Linked DNA regions of Sus scrofa: all the other regions are linked to region 2. Evidence: chromatin contacts called from public promoter capture Hi-C data. All regions are on one chromosome and are shown on one strand. The core of a region is the stretch at or near the end of the contact, and the rest is flanking DNA. Distances in the headings are between cores, read along the strand shown. Region 1 holds the start of SRRM1 (serine/arginine repetitive matrix protein 1). Region 2 holds the start of TMEM50A (transmembrane protein 50A). Region 3 holds the start of PDIK1L (serine/threonine-protein kinase PDIK1L).

Region 1 (3,941 bases), core at 888-3,387, 550 kb before region 2:
TATAGGACAGACACTGTTTTAGGTGCTAGGGCCATATCAATATACAAAACAGACAGACATCCTGACTTTAAGGAGCTTACATTCTAGTGTGGGAAACAGACAATAAACATATTAAAAATAGGTAAATATTAGAAGGTGATAAATGCTGAGGGTGGGGGAAACAGTAGGTTAAGAGGCATCAAGGGTGTAAAGAGAGTTAAGTGATCAATTTCCAGGGTAGCCTCATTGAGAAGGTGATACTTGAGTAAAGCTTGAAATTTGCAAGTAGATATGTGGGGAGAGAGCATTCTGGCAGAAGATACAACCAGAAGTTCAAGCACTGCGCAGTGTTAGGGTACTAGGAAATGAGATTCAAGAAGACGGGGTGTGTGTGTGTGTGTGTGTGTTAGTTCCCATCGTGGCTCAGTGGTTAACGAATCCAACTAGGAATCATGAGGCTGTGGGTTCGATCCCTGGCCTTGCTCAGTGGGTTAAGGATCCGGCATTGTGTAAGCTGTGGTGTAGGTCGCAGACGTGGCTTGGATCCCGAATTGCTGTGACTGTGGCGTAGGCGGGTGGCTACAGCTCCGATTAGACCCCTAGCCTGGGAACCTCCATATGCCAAGGGAGTGGCCCTAGAAAAAAAGGCAAAAAAAAAAAAAAAAAAAGATGTGGGGGCATTTCCATTTCCTGGGATTCCACCTTTGCTGGAGAAAAGGAGGAGGTATTGGGAGGTTTTGAGCTTGAGTGACTTGCCTAAGGTTTTCCAACGGGCTCACTCTGGTGCATTTAGAACAGATGCTGATCCGCAAGGGTAGAAGCAGGGAAACCAGATAGGAGGCTAGGGCAGAAGTTCAGGCCAAAGATGATGGTGCTTTGAACCTAGACGATAGCAGAGTGGGTTTCTTGATGGTTTGGCAGTGAGATGTGGGAGGAAGAGGAGTCCAGCTTTTTTTTTTTCTTTTTTAGGGCCACACCTTTGGCATACGGAAGTTCTCAGGCTAGGGTTCGAATGGGAGCTACAGCCGCAGGCCTATGCCACAACCACAGCAACAGGAGATCCTTACCCTCCTGTGCAAGGACAGGGATCGAATCCGTGTCATCATGGATACTAGTAGGGATTTGTTACCAATGAGCCACAATGGGAACTCCAAGAGGAATCGAGATTAACAACCAAGGCTTGTATCTTAAACAAAAGGAAAGATACTGCCATCAACTGAGGTAGGGAAGACTTTGGGAGGGACAGGTCGGGTTTTTGGCCTGGTGGAGGGTGGAGGGAGGGAGTTCCAGGCAGAACAGGAGAAACGAGGAGCCCAGTTCCTACTTATGTTACGTTCGTGACGTCTGTCCAAGCGGAAACATTGAACAGGACGTTGCCAATACATGTTCGAAGCTCAGAGGAGAGGCCTTGAGCTGGAAACCTATGAAGTTGTTGGCAGAATTGGTATTTGAAGCCAAGAGAGTGAATACATTGTGAACAAAAATCAGGAAAGGGAGGCAAGTGTGTGTTGGGGGGGGTGTGTGTGTGTGGTTACGTTACAAAAGATGGCTAGAGAAGGGTCACATGTTCCCTTTCAGAGAAAAAGAGAGTGCATAAAGGAAAGGAGGCAGAAGGCATCCGGTTGCAGGCCCTCGCAGCCAGAGCTGGGCCGGTGAGGCACACGTGAGCTCCGAAAGTCCCGAAGCCTGAAGGCCGGCTTCCTTTCCGTCAGACTCTGCCCGGGGGCCCCGGCTCTCATCAGCTTCCTGCCGGTTCCGAAACTCATCTAACGGACATTTCCAGCTTCTCCCCAAAGCTAAGGAGTTGTAGCGGAAGTCGAGGGTGCGGGACCAAAACGCAGATTTCATTCATAGTACAGAGCTCGACTACTTCAGGGCCGACCTCGATAACTGGAAACTCGTAAAAGCAACACAATCACAACTTTTCTAACGAAAGCGGAGGCCGCAGGCTTCTCCTCTGCGCAAGAGCGGCCTCACAAGCGTCACCCTGAGGTAACAGCCTTTCTCCACAAGCTCTCCATGGAGCCCCCCCCCGGGGGGGGGCAGAAAGCCGCCCCCACTACGGGTCGAAGGAAGGGTCAATTCACGCTGAGCGAACAAGGCTGGTTAAGCGCCACAAAAGGTTTTGCAGGGCGGGGCGACCGGACGACACTCTCTTGCTCGCTCCCATTGGCTGTGGTCGCGAGGCTCTCCTCAAGGACTGGCCACTGGAGAAGCTCGGAGTCCGGTAGCAGCCCGCCTCCCGGAACGCGCGTGCGCACACTTGGCGAGCGCTCTCCACACTGAGCAAGCGCGGCCTCGTGTCCGCTGGAAGGGCGGGTGGAGCAGCGCGAGCTGCGTCCCGGCGCTCGGCTTTCCCTGCCGGTCCCGCCCTCCGTCGCGGTGGCGCGGTGCACCTTGGGATAGGGAGCGATCTCCGAGCGAGGCAGCAAGATGGACGCGGGATTCTTCCGCGTAAGTAGGAGCGCGGGGATCTGGGGTGAGGTGAGGGGCTTATCGAAAAGGCCCAGCAGGAGGCCTAAACTCGAGATGGGGTGGCCAGCGAGCGGAGACTTCGAAGATCCTGAGGATCCTCGTTGCCAGTGGACGCTTCCCCACTACCCTGCGGCGGGGACCGGTGCGCCCCTGCGCAGTCTCCTCCTCCGGGATCGTCCCCCCTACGCGGCAGCGACGGTCGCCGGAAAATGGCGGCGGGAATGGGCCTGAGCGGTACCTTCCCGCCCGCCTCCCTGGCAGGGCCTGCAGGGAGAGCCGCGCGCCCCACCGGGTCCTGGGGCCTAGCGGACCCGCGAGGAGGAAGTCCCTGGGGGGAGGCCGGAGGGAAACCCTGAGGTGACTGGCGGCAGGAGGGCCCTGGGGAGGACAGGTTTGGGGGTACCGCCTCAGGAGAGCGGGTGAGAGGACCGGAAGCAGCCTTGAGCCGCTTTTCTTGAGAAAGCGGGCACCAAACCCCCTCCCCCCGCGCCTCGCGCGCCCTCCCTCTTGGTCTAAGCCTTCCCGAAGGCTCCGGGTCAGAGTTCGCGGGAGCTCCCGCCCAATTTGATAGCCCTTCAGGGAGGGGAATGCAGATAATTTGTAGTTAGAACGTTTGAGTCTGAGACTCCAGGCAGAGGGTGCAACAAAAAGTATGCGCGTTTGTGGAGGCAGGGGTATGGAGTGGATCTACTCTTCGTTCCCGCTCACCGCCCCCCACCCCCTGTGAACGTTCTCTTGAAAATCTTTTTGGTGAAAAGGTTCCTCTTGATTCTCGCCCATCACCTGGAGATGGGGACGTTTTCTCGTCGTAGTTGGCCCTCAGGGCCCATACTTTTACCGGGCGCGTGCTGGACTCTTTTGGTCCCCTTTTACACTCCCGTAGGACCCATTCGAGATCTCGATGGGTGGGAAGTGACACTGATTGGACTAGAGTTTGCAAATTCTTTTTAAGGCAGAACGGACCATATAGAGACCAGTTGATTTAAGTCAGAATCTGTAGTGCATATTGGCTCTTTCCATTCCCTGGAGCATGTTACATGCAGTTTCTGTGTGTTTAAAGGAAAAGATAAAAGAGGGTAAGACCGGGACTTTAAGATATGTCTTGACACTCCAAAGCTAGCATTGAAATGCCTTTTGTCTTGGCTTTAAATGTGCCAACTAGTTTTTCATTAAAGGTTGAAGTGTTATTCCAAGAATTTGATACAGCCGGTTGTTTGATTGTTCTTAGGTTATGCAAACAGTACTATAGTTATTTATGTAATGATCGTTTCCAGTGAGTTTATATCAAATTTTCACACTGCAGATGAACTCTCCATTTTGTGATTTCCATCAAAGTTTTTTTGTGGTAAATACTCAACATATCCTGTAGTCTGAATGTATTCTTTTGAAACAAGTCTGTTCTTTTAATTTTTTCTTGTTATTGTCACTTTCCCTCGGAAGAGAGTTCCAACAGAAAAAGAACAAAGTGGCTGTTTTAAGAATGAGAT
Region 2 (3,988 bases), core at 811-3,310:
TTAATTCCATAGAATACCCCCAAAAGGCTAAGAATGACAAATTAAGGATGCACTTTATTATACAAGCAAGATTAAGATGCTCACTTACAAAATATCTGACAGTCTTATGCCAGTAAATTTAAAAAAGAGTGGAGACAGAAAACGCAAAGAGGAAGGAAGATTAATGCGTTCCTCTCACAGTCATTAGTTAACTTATTAAAAGCTGAAGGCAAGATTAATTAAAGCTGTTCAGAGCTGGTAAACTATTGTGTCATTAATAGACATTTAAGGAGTTTCCCATCGTGGCTCAGTGGTTAACGAATCTGACTAGGAACTATGAGGTTGCAGGTTCGATCATTGGCCTTGCTCAGTGGGTTAAGGATCTGGTGCTGGTGTGAGCTGTGGTGTAGGTTGCAGATGTGGCTTGGATCCCGTGTTGCTGTGGCTGTGGTGTAGGCCGGCGGCTACAGCTCCGATTCGACCCCTAGCCTGGGAACCTCCATGTGCCACGAGAGCGGCCCAAGAAATGGCAAAAAGACAAAAAAAAAAAAAAAAAAAAAAGACATTTAAAAGGTTCCATTAAGAACTGCCCTCACTAGATTCCTCCACTGGACCATTTAAAGTCACCATTACTCTTTAATTCCAAGGAATAAGAATGATGTCCCTTTAAAAATAGGCTATGGATTGTTATTGCATAGTTTTGTCTACTAATCACCTAATGCCCATCCCTCACCCAAAGCTGGAGATTTCATACATCAAAAGAAATCAAAGAAATTAAACGACACAAAAACCTTGGTTTCCTCGTCTACTCATACATATACCCCTACATGTAAAAGAGGTGAACCTGTGCGCCTCTCTTAGCGACAAAAAAAACCTTCCTAACCTCTTTTACTTATGTGAAACCGGGTTCTGCTCCGCGACCTCTTCCTGGATCTCTCCCTCCAGGTGCTCTGTTCTTTCGGATACACCACAGGGTAAAAGACCTAGTGCTATCGCCTGCGCGTGATCAAAGAGGCCCTTCTGTAATACGACCTTTCCTGAGAGAGGTACCTCCAGCAGAATAGCGAGCGGCGCCTGTAATTTCTCTTCTGGCGCCTTCAGGAACGAGACTGTGACTTGCCTCTTCTCCGGAGCGGGCTATGACTCTTGTACCACCATCGACTCCACCGAGACGCTGGAATGCGACCGAGAGCTTCTTGGAAGGGACGATCCCAGCCACAAGTCATTCTCTTAGCTGACACCATTGCCTCCGGCTGTGAAAAGGGTCACTTCTTCAGAATCCAGATTATCTCCTAAACATTGGTTCTCAAGCCGGTCGCTTTTCCCCAGGGGCGAGTGTTTGGCAGTCTGGAGACATTTTTGGTTGTTATAAGTGGAGGAAAGCGGGTGATGCAGATTAATCATGCTACAGCAGCACGGGACAGAGGCCCTCCCCCCCGAATTGTCTGGTCCCAAACGTCAGTAATACCTAGGCTCAGAAACCCTACCTTCAAGCAAACTGAAAAAAACGTCAACTCCTAGAAGTGGGTCACCGCGCCGGGACGCACCTGGGTCTCCCAAGTAGCAGGCTAGCAGAACTCGGCGTTACCCGCCTTCCGGGAACCGCCCCTTATAGATGCAAAGTTTCCGCGAGGGCGGGGGCGGCTCTGAGAAAAATTTTAAACAAGACTTAAAAACCGGATTAGAGCTGTTGGGCCAGATCTACCTTCTGCACCGCACCTGAGACAACTACGGAACGGGCTCCAGCACTAGAAGAATAATCACCTCTCTGAAGACTGGATATAAAGCCCAAGCAAACGCCTTCTTTTGAAAGCAAAGAGCAACTTCTCACACCTACCCTTGAAAGCTGCACGCAACTACCATTTCCGACATCCAGCTGTGGACAGAGCGCAGCGGATAGGCCCTAGAGCTGGCGCGTTCCGAGCATGCGCAGAGACACCGGCGTGGTGGGCGTGGCTCTCTGGCTCTTTCTGAGCCCATCTTCCTTCCTTCCCAGGCCTCTTCCTACGCCCGGAGCCGCATGCGCATTCCTGCCCCGGGGGCGGTGCTGTTCGATCCGGGTATCCGGCGGCCTGTGGCTGTTTTGCTTTCTTGGCTGGAACTGGGGAAGTGGGGCAACCCCGCGCGGGGCAACACCGGGTTCCGGACCGACTGCACGGGCGGGGCTGGACGTAAGTGCCAGGCGGGAGTGGGGGAAAGAGAGGCACTGCCGCAGGCCGGATGAAGTGCGGACCCGGGACTGTCTGCCCGGCCGATGCTGACCAGGTCGTTGCGTCCCACCCTCTGGGAAGCTGTAGGCTCAGGCTGTGCCTTCCTGGACCCTTCCTGGCCACTTCCTGCCCACCCGTGTCCCACCCGCGGCGGGAGGGGGCGACCGTGCCTTCCCCGAGGACGTCACAGGATCCCTGAAAATCACCATGCCCCCCTTTAGGGCGAACTGACACTCCGGAAGGGAGTGTAAGCCTGCGGGTTCACTCAGCGAGGGAGGGGGCCGAGCTAGAACTAGTTCCCGCTTCTTCCCAGTCCCAGTCCACTCTACACCTGAAATCCCCAGAGCCTGGAGGGCGGAGTTTGGGCCTGAGTGTGCGGGTAATTAACCGTAGACAAATGGTTTGGGGCGGGGTCACTGGAGTGAACCGAAAATAACATACTGATTGCTTTTCCTCCCAGGGAGGAATAAAAAGAGTGAATTTTCAACATTGGACTTGTCTTAAAGGCATATTAACACTAGTTATAATCACGGTTTTTAATATTTAATTTTTATAGTGTCTAATTTTTATATTTATTTATTTTTGTCTTTTCTTGGGCCGCTCCCAAAACATATGGAGGTTCCCAGGCTAGGGGGTCTAATTGGAGCTGTAACCGCCAGCCTACACCACAGCCACAGCAATGTAGGATCCGAGCAGTGTCTGTGACCTACACCACAGCTCATGGCAACACCGGATCATTAACCCACTGAGCGAGGCCAGGGATCGAACCTGCAACCTCATGGTTCCTAGTCCGATTCATTAACCACTGAGCCACAACGGAACTCCAATATAGTGTCTAATTTTTAAAAGGGAGGCTCCAGCTGGATTCATTGCTCTTTTTTAGGATGTGTTTTTGGGCAACCATGATTGCTGGCTACAGATTAGCTTCACGGACGGTTAAAATTAGCTGCGGGAGTTTGGGTGTTTGATTATTCTTACTATTTTTGGTCTTTTTAGGGCTGTGCCCTTGGCATACGGAAGTTCCCAGGGTTGGTTATTGCTGCACCTCCGCGGGAGCTCCAGTTGGCTTGATTATTAACAAGTTAGACTTAATGCAAACTTTTTCATATTCTGAAATAGTGATAATATGGATATGTCTCAGACCAGGTCTGTATAGCCCAGTTCAAAGGAATGTTTTATGTAGTTGTTATCCGTGGAAATTTATGATAATTTAGCAGTGGATTTTCTTTTTTTTTTATCTGAATTAATATTGACTTAAATTTTGTGCTTTCATTTGACTTGAAAACATCTTAGAATCAGAGATGCTTAAAATTAAATGGGTATTCTTTACATAGAAATAACATGAAAAGACAGGCTTGGAGAAGGAAAAATAATGAAGTGAAAGGATTTGATGTGAGGACAGTGTTTAATTTCCTAATCTGAGTGTGAGATAACATGTTCTTTGATAAAATGTGTTAATTGCTAAGAGAAATATTTTTCATCTGAGTCCATGCTTTAACTCAGAGCCCGTTTTATTGCATGTCTCTCCATTATGCTAGTGTTCCTGGACTGTAAATATCTAAATCATATAATAAATTAGTTTGGAATTAAAAATCATAGAATTTTTTTCAATATTTGAATGCCCAGTTTTGTTTATTGCTTAAAATATACCAAAACCATCTTTTCAATTAAAAAAAAAAGTCTAAATTTTGTTTTCTAAAGTTAGGTGGAAATTCTTCAAAAGCTAAATTAAATATTCTGGGATGTATGTAGCCAAATCAAGTATTTGTAACTTCACTTTTATTAAATTACAGTTAATT
Region 3 (4,034 bases), core at 80-2,579, 680 kb after region 2:
TCATTTTGCCTCCCCACCAGCAATGTATAGCAATGCTATCCTCTGGAGTATTTTGGCACCATAATTTTGGCAGATAGAGGAGCCTGGAGAAATGAATCATAGACAAAGTTTCTGTCCCCAGGAACTCTCAGTCTAGTAGAAAGCCTATTGGCAAACATACTCATATAATGTAATTTTCAGAGCAGATTTATTCTGAAGCTTAAGTTTCAGAGTCCCTCACTTACAAAGACCCTTTCCAAATCCCTAGCAATGGGTTCATTTTGTAATCTTTTTCCTAAAGAGGACATGCCAAATTATTTAAACATCTACCTCACAGACTTTAGAGTCAGTTTCTTAACTTTGGGGTTTGGGGAGTGGATTCCAAATTCTGCAGCCAGCTTGAGAGGAGGAATTCCTGTATTTAATGACTGAGACAAACTGAGACAAACAAAAGGACAAGGCTCCTTTGACCAAGAGACACCCCTCCCCTGATTCTGATCAGTTACCCCACAGGTGTCCAGCTGGCTATCTACACAGAGCCCTCTATTTTCCCTGTAGTTTTTTTGTTTTTTGCTTTTTAGGGCTGCACCTGAGGCATATGGAAGTTCCCAGGCTAGGGGTCAAATCGGAGCTGCAGCTGTGAGCCTACATACACCACAGCCACAGTGACCCGGGATCCAAGCTGCATCTTCGACCTATGCTGCAGCTCACGGGCATCGTGGATCTTTAATCCAATAAGCGAGGCCAGGGATCAAACCCACATCTGCATGGATACTAGTTGCGTTCTGAACCGCTGAGCCACAATGGGAAGTCCTTTCCTCTACTTTCAAGGGTAGAAAGCAAGCCTTAGATTACATCAGTATTCCCAGGAGACAGCTAACCTCACTTCGCACTCAGGGCAAAAGCCTGAAGGGATTACAGAGCAGGGGGTTTTGGGGGCGGGGGTAAAGGGGTCACACCAGCTGAGTGGGTATTCAAGGCAGGTGCTCCCCCCTCAAAACAAACAACTTTCGCCAAATAAGACAAAGATCCGTTTTTGCTTTTGTTTTTCACCTCTAAAAGCAAGATTCGTCATAAAGCCTGTCCTTGTGGGGTTTGGTTGGGATTAGGAGACAACATTTAAAGACTTAACCCAGCCCCAGACTTTGCAGAGAAGCTGCATAAGTGGAGGACAGAAAATAAAATGGGTAATTGGTTGATTCTTGAGGGCAGGAGCAGGGATTCTTTGCACATCGTGCCTTGTACAGCACTGGGAGGAGGACTAGCCACTTTATTGACAAATAGTTGGTGCAGAATAAATCAGTTTAGAAGGAATGAAGGTTTCTGGCAGATAAAATATCGAACGACCGATTGGTCCGGGTCTCTGAGCAAGTGACAGTCCCGGACTGGCTATGAGGTGAACGCTTCCCTGGATTTGGCTGACAGCTGTCGGGTACCCCAATGACTCAAGCTGACCGTCGGGCCCCAAGAACGGCTGTCTTCGCTGTCAATCCCGGCTCCCGCCAACCCGGGCCTCCCCCTCTAGATGCGCAGGGCGGGGGTGGGGGAGGCCGACCCTCCACGAAGAGCCCGCGGGTGCCGCCACCGGGTAGGCGTGCGCGCGCGGCAACGGCCAAGTGCGGGCGCCACGGTCCCTTCCTCCCCACTGGGGGCAGGGCGCCCGTGACTCGCGGCGGCCGGGCACCGGAACAATGCGGCTTCGGCTTCTTTAAGGGAGATACCACCGCGCCGGCGGGGCAGGGGACTGCATCTTCCCAGATGATCGCACCCAGCCCCGCGCCGCCGCTGCCTCGGCAACTCCACCGCCCGCAAAAATGGCTCAGTGACTCTGACAAAAGGTGCAGCCTCCCGCTCGGCGGGGTGGACGCCAGGCCTCCCAGCTCGGGCCGTGCCTCCCCGCGAGCCCGCGGAAGAGGCCCGCATCCTGCAGGCATCTCAGGCCCGCGCCGAGGAAGATGCACCAGGCGTTCCACCCCAGCGACCCCGCACACCTGCCCGCAGCTCGGTAGGTCGTGAATGGAGGCGGGGCGGGGGAGGGGAGGGCGCCGACAGCACGCACCCCTAGGCCCGGACCTGCTGCTGCGGACCACCCAGGACCGCAGGCCGTGCGAGCCTGCCGCAGCTGGAAGGCGACCGAGTCCCGTGCATGGAGCGGCCTCCGACTCCCGGGCCCGACCACCCCTGCGGGGAGGGGCACGAGTGGTGCGTTCCGGAGCGCGCACCCCTTCCGCGACTCCCGTGTCCTGAAAGCCAGGGGAGCCGGGAGGAAGCCAGCGGAGCGCCGGGCGCGCGCCCAATAGGACTGGAGCTCGGCGTCCCCGCTCGCGCTACGGAAAGCCGGAGGGGGGCGGGGCCGCGCGGCGTAAGGGGGTGTGTCCGCGCGCACCACGGGGGCGCGCGCCGGCCTCTGACTGGAGGCCGCGGCGGCGGAGGCGCGAGCTGCCCGATAATGGCGGCCTGCAGAGCCCGTGAGAGGGAGAAGCGGCGGCGGCTACCCTGAGGTAAATCTGGCCCCTCGGCCTGGCAGAGAGGCCTTGAAGCAGAGCCGAAGGCCCTGCACGTGCCTCCGGCCCCAGGAGTCCTGTCACAGGGCTGTCAGCACAGTCATCCTGGGGAAGGCCCCTCGCACCTCAGGCCTCCGGCCCGCACCCCTCAGGCCACCGGCCCCAGCTGCGGCCTCCTCTAATTCCCGTGGTCCCGGGCCTCAGCCGCCGGCCCCGAGAAGTAGGGACAACTGCAGGACCGGCTCTTCGGGGTGAAGGGCCCCTGGAGGATCCCCTCCGGGTTTCAGCTGGACGCAGCCGAGGAGGGGGAGGGCCTGATACTTGGCCAATGAGCGGGGCCCTGAGCCGCCGCGTCTGGCAGCACCTCTGCCCAGGACTGGCCCTTCCCGGGCGCCAGCAGGTGTACTGCCTGGCCTGCCCGCGTCCGGGGCTGCGTGCGCCCGGCAGGCGCGAGGGCCGGGAGATGCCGTCGTAAATTACCAAGGTTCTCCCGGGATGCTTCACCGTGCTAGGTTTTGACCCCGGATCTCAAGGATTTCATAAACACCTCCTCCCCCTTATTCAGGTGCTCTTTCGTGTGAGGATGTGGGTCGGCTTCAAAAACACGAGCCCCTTTGAGATGGATAGTAATTGGCGATCCACGGAGAGCAGGAAAGCATGTCCACTGTGTAGTTGGGGCAGAGGACTCCGAGGCAGGAAATCAGATGCTTGGAAATAGAGTAGGAATTTGATGAGTGGGTGTCCAGTGAGAGGAAGTAGGATTAAGATGCAATCTCAGAAGCTTTCGTTTTCTTTATTAAATCTATCCTACAGACTTAAAGTAGCTGATCCTAACTTCTCAGGTTCTAGTGTCAACAGCTTTTTGTTCCCACAGACTGTACAGTGTAAAAATTGTACAGTCTCAGGTGACTTTTCTTGCCCATGGTGGCAGTCTACAAATGAGAATTTATTCCTGAAGCTCGTTAGAATTTTGACATCCTTTGGAGCGTGAGGAGGCACACTTTAGACACTCTTGATTCAACACGTGAGCATTTCCGTGTAGGGCCTTTGCTCTTGCCTTTAAATAGTTTATCAAGTTTAATTCCAAAGAACTCCCTCGGAGAGCCCCTTAATTTGCAAGACAGATTTCGCTGGGAAAAATGACCTAGATCTGAATAGCTATCGTTAAAACAACAACAGAAAGGTAATCATATTCTAAGTAGCTTACTATATCTTTAAAGGAACATTTTTCTCCACAAATGTTATTTTCCTTTTGCAAGAAATAAGGAAATAACATAAACAAAATTAACCTAGGAACATATACAGTTTGACTATTTACTTTTAAATAATAACAACTACACATTTTCACTTCTGTGATCTGGTTCACTTTCAGTCCCTAAGCATAAGCCAGGTGTTTGTATTTATAACTCTGAGGGTTTGGTTTTGGTTTTGCCATTTTTATGGCCTTTTATGTGTGTGTCAGTTTTCAGGGGAAGCTGGAGTTTTGTTTGTTTTTTTATGATCAGTAAATAATAATGCTGAATTTTTAAATTTATTTTAAACAGTGATGTA

What was found. Promoter capture Hi-C pulls out the DNA fragments that hold promoters and counts their contacts.
Region 1: a promoter capture Hi-C map of liver shows a contact between it and region 2, with 6 times the contacts expected there. The contact joins the promoter of SRRM1 here to the promoter of TMEM50A in region 2. A contact is called at or near these places in 1 of 5 promoter capture datasets (liver), 2 of 47 Hi-C or Micro-C datasets (heart right ventricle and liver) and 1 of 2 datasets of contacts at active chromatin or transcription factors (alveolar macrophages).
Region 3: a promoter capture Hi-C map of liver shows a contact between it and region 2, with 2.4 times the contacts expected there. The contact joins the promoter of PDIK1L here to the promoter of TMEM50A in region 2. A contact is called at or near these places in 1 of 5 promoter capture datasets (liver) and 1 of 2 datasets of contacts at active chromatin or transcription factors (alveolar macrophages).

The regions. Positions count from the first base shown.
Region 1 is chr6:82,307,055-82,310,995 of Sscrofa11.1, forward strand. It overlaps SRRM1 (serine/arginine repetitive matrix protein 1), which reads left to right and starts at 2,138. Exons shown (of 16, transcript XM_021095577.1): 1 at 2,138-2,433. The coding sequence starts at 2,413. It also overlaps the pseudogene LOC100522323.
Region 2 is chr6:82,859,625-82,863,612 of Sscrofa11.1, forward strand. It overlaps TMEM50A (transmembrane protein 50A), which reads left to right and starts at 2,061. Exons shown (of 7, transcript NM_001243626.1): 1 at 2,061-2,150. It also overlaps a transcript of RSRP1 not described here.
Region 3 is chr6:83,541,407-83,545,440 of Sscrofa11.1, forward strand. PDIK1L (serine/threonine-protein kinase PDIK1L) reads left to right here and starts at 1,330. Exons shown (of 4, transcript XR_001309276.2): 1 at 1,330-1,984.